Linked DNA regions of Gossypium hirsutum: region 2 is linked to region 1. A link is a contact called in public Hi-C data. All regions are on one chromosome and are shown on one strand. The core of a region is the stretch at or near the end of the contact, and the rest is flanking DNA. Distances in the headings are between cores, read along the strand shown. Region 1 holds the start of LOC107901482. Region 2 has its middle 35 kb from the start of LOC107960031.

Region 1 (4,961 bases), core at 545-3,044:
GAACTCGTCTCGTTTACAGAAAAAGACCTCGATCGCTGGTGTTTAGAACTTCTGACCGGAGATTGCTGGATGGATTCGTTCAAATTCTCCACATTCCTCTTGGAAGATGCATAGACAGCTTCTTGATAAAGGCCTTGCCTAAAATTCACTACTTGCTCTTCAAGCCTAACAACTTCCTCTTCCAAAACAGCTACTTCAGCAACTAGCTCCAGTGTCTGCAAATCCAAATTTTACACAAATCATGAATTTTTTTTACAAAGTTTAACATGTTTCTTCCTCAAACAATTCCATTAAAGAATCAAGCAGTTCCATATTGAAAAAAGGGAAAAGAATGAGATGAGGTAATGAAGTAAGAAGACATACATATGGAGGTAAGTAAGGAGGAAGGCGAGGAAGAGCTCCTAAAGGTCTAGTCAAAGCTCTCTCCAAAGCTTTATGAACATTCTCTTCATGTCTAAGCTTCGTTTTTAGCTTATCAACCTTCAATTTACCAACACCACAACAATCAAAAATTTTACAAAAAAATAGAAAAAGAAAAGAAAAGGTAAAAAATTGTGGGTACATCTTGTAATAAGGCCATTTTCCTTTCCCTGTTTGATCTTCTCCTATTGGTCACAGTTTTGGTGGCTCCAAGCGCTCTGCTATCCTTAATCTTCTCCATCTTCTTCTCCTTTGTATAATCAGATAGGCAAAAATGATTTTAAAAAGGAAAAATGATAAAATTCAATGAAATAACTGAACCAAAGAAACTTAAAGAAGACACTATTCCTTTCTTGAGACAAGTGTAAGTGCCCACTTAAGATTTTGGATCAAAAAGTTCTGCTTTATAATTTTATCAACAAAAATAGTTTGAAATGAAACCTATTGCAAATTTTTCAACGGGATAAAATCCAAATTTTTTTGTTCAAAGTTTCCAACTTTTAAGCATAAAAGAACAAATCTTTGGTCACTCAAATTACCAATTAACAAAAACCCAATCTTCAAATCTTGAAAAAGAAACAGATAAAGGGTAATATATATAAAGGAAAAAAGAGTGAAGTTACTTTATTTTTCTCATGATTTGGAGAAGCTTTCATGGAGTGAAGAGCTGTACGAACTCTTGTATTCATTTTTCTTTCTTTGGATTAAAAGAATTCAAAATCCAAAACTAAAACAATCAAACAATGCAACAATCTCTACACTCTTACTGTTACTAATATTTTCAGAAAAAAAAAAGGTAATGAAAAAGAAAAGAAGATAACCATTGAAACTCTGAAAGTTCAAAGAAAAAGGAAATGAGAGAGAGAGAAAAAAAAAGGTAGGATATTTCTTTGAATACCCTTTGTTTATTCTAAGTTACAGAGCGGGAAACTTGAAAGTAAAGCGACTAGAAAATAGCAGAAAAATGCCTGCATGTATATGATTTTCAATTACATCGAAGTGTTTATTTTTTTAAAAAAAATTAATATTTATGGATGAAAACAAAAGCAAACATTGAAGAAAGAAGAAAAGGACGAGGATTGGAGCTTGGAAGCGGCATCAAAGAATAGCGTAACAGATGGACAATCCAAAAACAAAAACTGTAATACGATACCTGTGTCAATGTATTAATGTTTTCTTAATGCTAATATCTTTTAATAAAATGTGTATTTTTCAATTAATTAAAAAAAAACATGTTATTACTAAACAAGACAAGAGCAATTCTCTGACTTACTGCACTTAATACTCCACTTGTCCCACTGCTTCTTCACCTGCTTCAGTCCTTCACCCTCACTTGAATTTTCTTTCCTTTTTTTCCCTCTAAGTAATAGTTTTTTTTGCCTTTTATAGTCTTGTTCTTGGATTCAAAATGTATGTTTAAATATATAAGTTTTGGTTAAGGTTTAAATTATAGAATTTTTTACAGCAATATTACAAAATAAAAAATTAAATTCAAAAACGGTATGTATGTCCAATTATATAAAAAATAGGACGTTTAAAGGGTAGAGAGTGGTGCATATGCTATATCACCCTAGGTTTTTTCAATAGAAAACCGTTTTATGTAAAAATAATAATATTTTAATGGGTCATGCCTAGAGGTGTGCATGGGCCGGGTGGCCCGGCCCAGCCCGAAGATCCGTCCTAAAAATGGGAGAGTTTGGGTAAAAATATAGGCCCGAAAAATGGGCTTGGACAAAAAACGAGGCCTGTTTAGAAAACAGGCCAGGCCTCGGGTAAGATTTTTTTGCCCGGGCCCGGCCCAGCCCGATTTTAATATTAATTTTTTTATTTTTAATTTTAAGTAACTTTAGTACTTTTACTTTACTCTTTTGTTGTTTTTAATGTTATTTTGATATTGTAAAACTTTTGTTATTAATATAATTTGGTTCTTAATTTAGTTCTAATTTGTTTCAATTTTCCAATTTTAATATAATTACTTTTTATTATATTTTAATTTATGTATTATTTTAAGAATTATTTTAGTCTCATTTTTATTTGTTTTTTGTTGTAATATTTGTTTTTATGTTTTTAAATGTATTTGATTTATTATATTTTAAAGTTTTTTATTTAATAAAAAAAAGTAAAAAAAATTAATATGGCCGGGCCGGGCTCGGGCCTACCATCTTTTCCCCTGGCCGGGCTTGGACAAATTCTTAGGTCCATATTTCGGGCCGAGCCGGGCTCGAGCCTTGAAAACGGACCGAAAATACGAGTATAGGTCAGTAGGGGTGGTGCCAGGCAGGTAGGCGGCACCAGTCATGCCTCCCTAACAAGCGGCACTAGTGCCAGGCTTCAATTTCATCAGTCAGCGCTGTCTAGCCATCCTCAGGCCACAAGAAGAAAGATAAGCAAGAGGGAGAGGGATTTGTGGGACCTTATATATATTACCCTTTAGATGTTTTTTGGATATAATGATGGGACTAGACAGAAGAAAGAGAAGAAGAGGGGGACCTTGTAGACAAGGGCGAAGCCAGAAATTTTTTTTAGGGGGGCCGAAATGAAATTTTAATTTTTAATAGTCTAAATCTTTATAATATTTAAAGGATTAAATCAAATTTTTATAATTTTAAGGGGGCCAAAGTGCAATTTTACCTTTACTAAATTAAAATTTTAAAAATTTCTAAAATGACTAAATAGTAATTTTCTATTTTAGGGAGGTCGGGGCCCCTGCCAGCCTCCCTCTAGATTCGCCTCTGCTTGTAGAAAAGAAGAGAAACGTTAAAAAAAAAAAGAAAACAACGGTGGAAAAAAGGATAAGGTATTTTTGTTTTTTTTTTTTAAATAGAAGGGATTATGACGATGAATTATTATAAATTATTTTGTTAGTACTGTTTAGTTTTTATTGTAATTTTTATGTTGCTTTTAATTTATTTTAAAGTTATTTTGTTAGTAACTATTATAAATTGTTTGTTTAATTTAATGTTTATTGTGATTTGTTAAGTTATGAATGTAAATTTTTATGTTTTTTTAAATTTATTTTAAAGTTATTTTGTTAGTAATTTATGATTAGGTTAAGTATTTGTTTAGTTTAATGTTTATTGTGATTTGTTATGAATGTAATTTTTTTTGTTTTTGATTTATTTGACAATTTTTTTTATTTAGTGAGATGTTGATTAATTTTGTTTTTATATATTTTATAGGCTGCTTGAAAGAAACTAAACAGGCATGTTTCTGTTTTATTTTTGGATTCGTATGTTTTATTTGTTTAGATAATTTCGGTTTATTTTAATTATATTTGTTAGAATTAAGTGACTCGAATCTTTATTTAAATAAAATATTGTGGTAAAATAAAATAAAAGTAAAATCCATATAGAACTACACTTCTTTTATTTTATTTTAGAATAAGGTTTTTTAAACCTTATTAAACTCCATCTATTTTGAATGAATTAGAATAAGGTGTTTCAATCTTACTACACTCTTATTAGAATATGGCTTTACAAAGCATATAAATAGACATAGTCTATTCCTCTTGTATTAATTCAAATTCGACATAGTGAATTTTATTTTCCTTTACCCGTGATTTTTTTTCCCGAAAGGGTTTCCATGTAAAATATGTGTGTTCTTTATTTTATTTCTTTTTTCTTGGCAATATATTGTCATTACCGATGTTCTATTTTTACAAATTAGTATTAGAGCTTTCGAGTTTTTTATCTCAATCACGATAATGGTCATTTTTATGCTTGTGTTGAAACTCATAATTAACTTTTTTAAATTCTAATCTATATTGTACTGAAAATTTCCATCCATAATGTTTGATATTAAATATTTAATGATAATTTTATAAATATTTAGAGGTAAATTATTATACCTGGTTTATTCTTATTCGTTATTTCACTATGGTAAACAAAATAGTGAATGGGTACAAATTATATATCACTTAAATTTTATGAAAAATTCAAAGTAAAACATGTAATGTGACCAAACGATCTCTAAGGTATACAAAAGAATGAACATATTTTGTAAAAAAAGAATATGGAGAATATATTTGTGTACAATAAAAATGAATAAATTTGTGTTAAAAAATGAACAAAATAGGTTAATAAGGTGTTGTCTTCAATGCATCCCTCAATTGTGGACATGTTACCTTCGTATTCCCTAGGTTCTTACAATAATTGCATAACCTCTGTAGATTGGTCCTCTCCCAAACATACATATTGTTGCATATTTGAGTAGAATTAGACCAACCTTTTGAAGGCGACGTAACCGAATATTCGATACCAATTCGAACGGGGCACTCGACACGGACGACCACATATTCTCATCTAGAATCGATGGGAATTCATATTTTCATACAATGTACATGCATTCTAGTCTATACACATTGTTAATACATGCAACAATTGCATGTGTACACAAGAATCAAAGTGCCTGAAATTTTCCACAATCGCAAGTCCCTTGTGTTAGGGAAACACGGTATGCTGCCCTGACAATATCTTGGTCAGGTCTACCGTACTCTGTAATTCGAAATGATAGGTTTAGACGCAAGTGACACACTACATAGT
Region 2 (5,258 bases), core at 1,208-3,707, 240 kb after region 1:
ACGAAAAGAATTACTCGACCCACGATTTAGAGCTAGCAACCATCGTGTTCGCATTAAAAATTTAGAGACACCATTTGTATGGAGAGAGATGCTGAGTGTTCACTGACCACAAAAGCCTCAAGTGTTTGATGACTCAGAAAGAGTTGAATCTACGGCAACAAAGGTGGCTAGAGCTTATAAAGGATTATGAGTTGGTGATTGACTATCACCCCGGAAAGGCTAATGTAGTAGCCGATGCATTGAGTAGGAAATCATTGTCCGGCTTGAAGGCTATGAATACTCAGTTGGCTGTGATTGATAATAGCTCAGTTCTAGCCGATATGAGATCTAGACCTACGTTCCTTCAAGAGATTTGTGAGGCTCAAAAATGCGATAGGGACCTGCAAGCTAAAATAGCTCAGTATGAGACGAGAAATGAATTAAAGTTTAGTATTGGTACCAACGATTGTATGATGTACCGAGACAGAGTTTTTGTACCCAAGGATAATGAGCTTATTCAGAGGTTTTTGTGAGAGGCACATAGTGGTTGCTTGTCTATCCATCCAGGTAGTGTAAAAATGTATAACGACTTGAAGAAAATGTATTGGTGGTCGAGGATGAAAAGAGACATTTCTGAGTTTGTTTCTAAGTGTCTAGTTTGTCAACAAGTGAAGGCAGAACACCAAGTACCCTCAGGTTTACTTCAACCTGTGATGGTTCCCGAGTGGAAGTAGGACCGAGTAACTATGGATTTTGTGTCAGGGTTGCCTTTGACACTAAGGAAAAAGGATTCAGTTTGAGTAGTTGTTGATAGACTTACTAAGTCGACACATTTTATACCAGTGCGTACTGACTATTCCCTTGAGAAATTGGTCGATCTATATGTTTCTAAGATCGTGAGACTTTATAGAGTGCCCTTGTCGATTATTTTAGATAAAGATTCGAGGTTTACCTTGCGATTTTGGAAAAAGTTACAAGAGGCATTGGGAACAAAACTAAATTTTAGCACGGCTTTTCATCCGCAAACCAACTATCAGTCAGAAAAAGTCAGATCTTAGAAGACATGTTGCGGTGTTATGTTCTCGAGTTCCAAGGCAGTTGGGAAAAGTATTTACTGCTAGTCAAATTTTCCTACAACAATAGTTGTCAATTAAGTTTGAAAATGGTGCCTTATGAGGCTTTCTATGGACGCAAGTTTTGAACACCCTTGTATTGAATTGAGCTGAGAGAGAATCAGACACACGGGGTTGATTTAGTTAAAGATACCGAAGAGAAAGTTAAAGTAATTCACGACTGTTTGAAAGCCACTTCGGATAGAAAAAAATCCAACGCGGATTTGGGACAGAAAGAGATCGAGTTTCAAGTCAGGGATAAGGTGTTTTTAAAGGTATCCCCGTAGAGAAAAGTCATCAGATTTGGGAGAAAGGGTAAGCTGAGTCCTCGTTTTATAGGACCTTATGGGATTACTGAGAGAGGGGGTACTGTCTTCCAAACAAATTCAAAGAAGAGATCGAAGTAGGAAAAAGGATAAAAACAGTGTTGTGTTTGGGAGTGAAGATAAAGTGGTGAATCTTTCTTTGTCTGATTCAGATTTGAGCAATAAGAGAAAGGTTATCATTAGATAGGCGAGGCAAACCTGGGAAGTAGGGAAGAAATTGGGGCTCAAGGTGCAAAGACATGAAGGAGATGTTATTGAGGAGATTATGAGACTTGAGGCGCAGCAGTAAAGGAGATCTGGGTTAGAGGTTGAAATTTGTGTTGTTCTGAAGAATAGTGCGGTTGAATTTATATTGGTTTTATGAAAATTGTATCGTGGAATATTAAGGGTTTGGGTACTAATGGAAAAGTTGAGGCAATTAACAGATTAGTCAAAATGCAGGGAGCGGATGTGTGTTTTTTACAAGAAACTAAGCTTGTAGACGTGTCAGGGGTTTTTGCTAGGAGAATTTAGGGAGATGATAATTTTGATTTTCGTTTTGTTGCTGCAGTGGGTCGTTTGGGAGGTCTTATTACAATATGGGATAAATCGAGTTTCATAATGAAAAAGGAATATCGCTCTAATCGATTTATTGTGTTAGAAGGGATTTGGTGTGTAGAGGGATGGGAAGGGGTTTTGATTAATGTGTACGCTCCTAATCTGTTGAGTGAGCAGAAAATTTTTTGGGAGGAAATATTAGAGGTCAGAGAGAGGTCCATAAAATTTTGGGTTCTGGGGGGAGATTTTAATGCAATTAGGAACAAAAGTGAAAGAAGCAATTGTGTGGGTTTATTAAGAGGGTCGAAAGATTTTTTGAACTTTATTAAGAAATGTAATTTGGTGGATTTGCCTCTGTTGGGGAGAAAATTCACTTGGCATGATCCGGATAATAAGAAGAGTCAACTGGATAGATTTTTGGTGGACGAAGTTTGGTTAGAAAAGATTGAAGATTTTCAGCAGCAGGGTTTAAATCTTTCTGTTTCGGATCACATCCCAATTTTATTATCGCATGGCTCTACCGATTGGGGTCCAAGACCGTTTAAGTTTTTTAATGCGTGGGTTAAAAATAAGGAATATATGAGTATTATCAGAAATGAATGGGGTTCGATGGGTTATTTGAATGGTAAGGTGTCTGAAAAATTGAAGAAACCCAAAGGTGTCCTTAGAAAATGGAATAGAGAAGAAAGATATACCTTGGATAGAAGATTTAATGAAATCGAAGCTAGAATTAGATGCCTAGATGAGTGTAGCGATGTTAGAGATCTTTTTGAGTTGGAATTGGAGGAGCTGAAGATTTTGTATCTTGAATTGGGAGTGTTTAGTAGATTCAAGGAGTCCATTTGGAGGCAAAAATCGAGAATGACATGGCTGATGGTGGGAGATTCAAACACAACTTTTTTCCAAAGAGCAGTTAAGTTTAAAGCTAAAAGAAAGACTATCTATGGTATGAAAATTGGAAATGAGTGGCTTAGTGATCCAAAGGCTTTAAAGGTGAAAATGTTTAACTTTTTTAGAAATCATTTCAGCTGTCACTCGAGGAAGTGGAGTTGGATTTGGAGTTAAATTTTAAAAGGCTGAGGGATATTGACATCGCGAGTTTGGAGAAACCCTTCTCAATGAAGGAGATTAAAGAGGTGGTGTGGAGCTGCGATGAAAACAAAGCACCGGGCCCGGACGGATTCAACTTATGTTTTTTTTTAAAATGTTGGGAGGTTGTTAAGGAGGATTTATTTGAGATGATGGTTAAGTTTTTTAACTCCGGTAAATTGGAAAAGAGTATTAATTCGTCTTTTATTGCGTTGATACCTAAAAATGATAATCCGCAGGATATTTCAGAATTTAGACCGATTTGTTTGGTGAGTTCACTGTATAAAATTGTCGCTAAGGTATTAGCTAGAAGAGTACGTGTTGTCATTGTGGAGGTGGTCAGTGACTCGTAGTGTACCTTTATTCGGGGTAGGAAAATTTTTTATGGCATTTTGATTGCTAATGAGTTGATTCACTCAATTAGGTGTAAGGGTGGTGCGGGGGAATAGTTGTTGTTTAAGCTGGATTTTGCTAAAGCTTATGATTGTGTGAGGTGGGATTTTCTGGAACTAATCTTGTTGAAGATGGGTTTCGGCGAGCGTTGGATGGGCTGATGGTGGAGTGTGTGTCTTCGGCGAGGGCTGCGGTGCTAGTTAATGGAGCAGTTACTAATAAGTTCAGATTGCATAGAGGTCTTCGACAAAGGGATCCTTTGTCCCATTTTTTATTTATTCTGGTTATGGAAGTTTTGCACTTGTTGTTCGAGAAGGCGGAGGAATTGGGGATGATTGAGGGGATTAAGGACATTCTTCCTAGTCAATCGATTTCCCATCTTCAGTTTGCAGATGATACTATTTTATTTCTCAGGGCGGAGGAGGCAGTGGTTCGAAATTCAACGTATATTCTTCAATGTTTTGAGTTATTTTCTGGTTTAAGCATTAATTTTGGGAAATCTTGTTTGGTTGGTTTTGGTGTGGATGAGGAATTTTTTAGTAGAATGGCTGCCATTTATAAATGTAAGATTGGAGTTTTTCCATTCAATTATCTGGGCATTCCTTTAGGCGCGGATCCTAGAAAAATCTCATCTTGGAACGATATTGTGGATAGGGTGGAGAGAAAGTTATCGAGATAGAAGAGTAGGTCGCTTTCTTGGGCTGGTAGAGTGGTGCTCATTAATTCTGTGCTTTTGTCTTTGCCTATTTATTTTATGTCGTTATTTCAGGCACCGGTCGCAGTGATTAATAAGATTGATAAAATTAGACGAAATTTTTTGTGGGGTAGTGCTGGGGGTCGGCGGAAGTTGGCAAAGGTTAAGTGGAAACAGATTTGTATGCCTAAGGTTAAGGGGGGTGTAGGTGTGATGGATTTAAGGGTTAAGAACAAGTCTCTTATGGCCAAATGGATCTGGAGATTCGCGATGGATAAAGAAGTGTTATGGAGAAGGATCATTGCAGCAAAGTATGGTACTACTATTCAAAATTGGTGGTTTAGAATGAACAATTTTAATGACATGTCAGTGGTATGGAGGGGCATTATAGAGAATGCGAAAGATTCAAAAGTGGTTAAGTGGGTAGGGAATGAGTCTTTTCGCTGGTTGTTAGGGAACAAAAATTCGATAATTTTTTGGAGGATATATGGTGTGGTTACAGGCCGCTGAGAGTGGAATTTCCAAGGTTGTTTCGATTATCTTTGAATAAGAGTGGCTTCGTTAAGGATTTTTTGAAGTCCAATGGGTTTAAAGAGGTCGATTGGGCTGTTTTCTTTTCCTGTCGTATTTTGGATAGGGAGGTTAACATGGTCTCCCGATTAATGGAAGCAGTCAGTTGTATGGTGTTGATTCCCAAGGTGGAGGATCAGTTAATTTGAATTCACGATAAGTAATGGGAGTTCTCAGTGAGGAAATTATCAAAGTTGTTGATCTGTGCTGAAACGACAAAATTTAGGTTTGCTTTCGACAGGATTTGGAATTTAAAAGTGCCGCCTAAAGTAAAAAGTTTCTTATGGATGTTATCAATTGATCGTATTCCCACAAAAGAGTTTCTTGGCAAAAGAGGGGTGAAGTTTGTTCAATTGGGGAATAGGTGCCCATGGTGCGAGAGAGAAATAAAGTCTTTGGAACATCTTCTTTTCAATTGTAATTTTATTGCGGGGTTTTGGAGAAACATTTTGGAATGGTGGGAGGTGAAGTGGAGACCTTTTGTCGATTTCTCGGACTTTTTCTTTTTTTTGTAATAATGTCTCATACAAAGGAGTTGTCAAAAGTTTATGGCTTATC

What was found. Hi-C and Micro-C count contacts between places; a contact is called where the count stands out from the background.
Region 2: a contact with region 1 is called in a Hi-C map of callus, with 4 times the contacts expected there. The contact joins the enhancer-like site here to the promoter of LOC107901482 in region 1. A contact is called at or near these places in 9 of 34 Hi-C or Micro-C datasets (callus, leaf and seedling).

What each region holds. Positions count from the first base shown.
Region 1 is chrA11:30,494,997-30,499,957 of Gossypium_hirsutum_v2.1, forward strand. It overlaps LOC107901482, which reads right to left and starts at 1,795. Exons shown (of 10, transcript XM_016827514.2): 1 at 1,694-1,795; 2 at 563-670; 3 at 364-480; 4 at 1-215. The coding sequence starts at 661.
Region 2 is chrA11:30,732,019-30,737,276 of Gossypium_hirsutum_v2.1, forward strand. No RefSeq gene overlaps it. Among protein-coding and RNA genes, the nearest start is that of LOC107960031, 35 kb to the right of the region's middle. Within about 2 kb of position 2,458, at least 5 of the 9 cell types and tissues checked have an H3K27ac peak or open chromatin away from gene starts, as enhancers often do.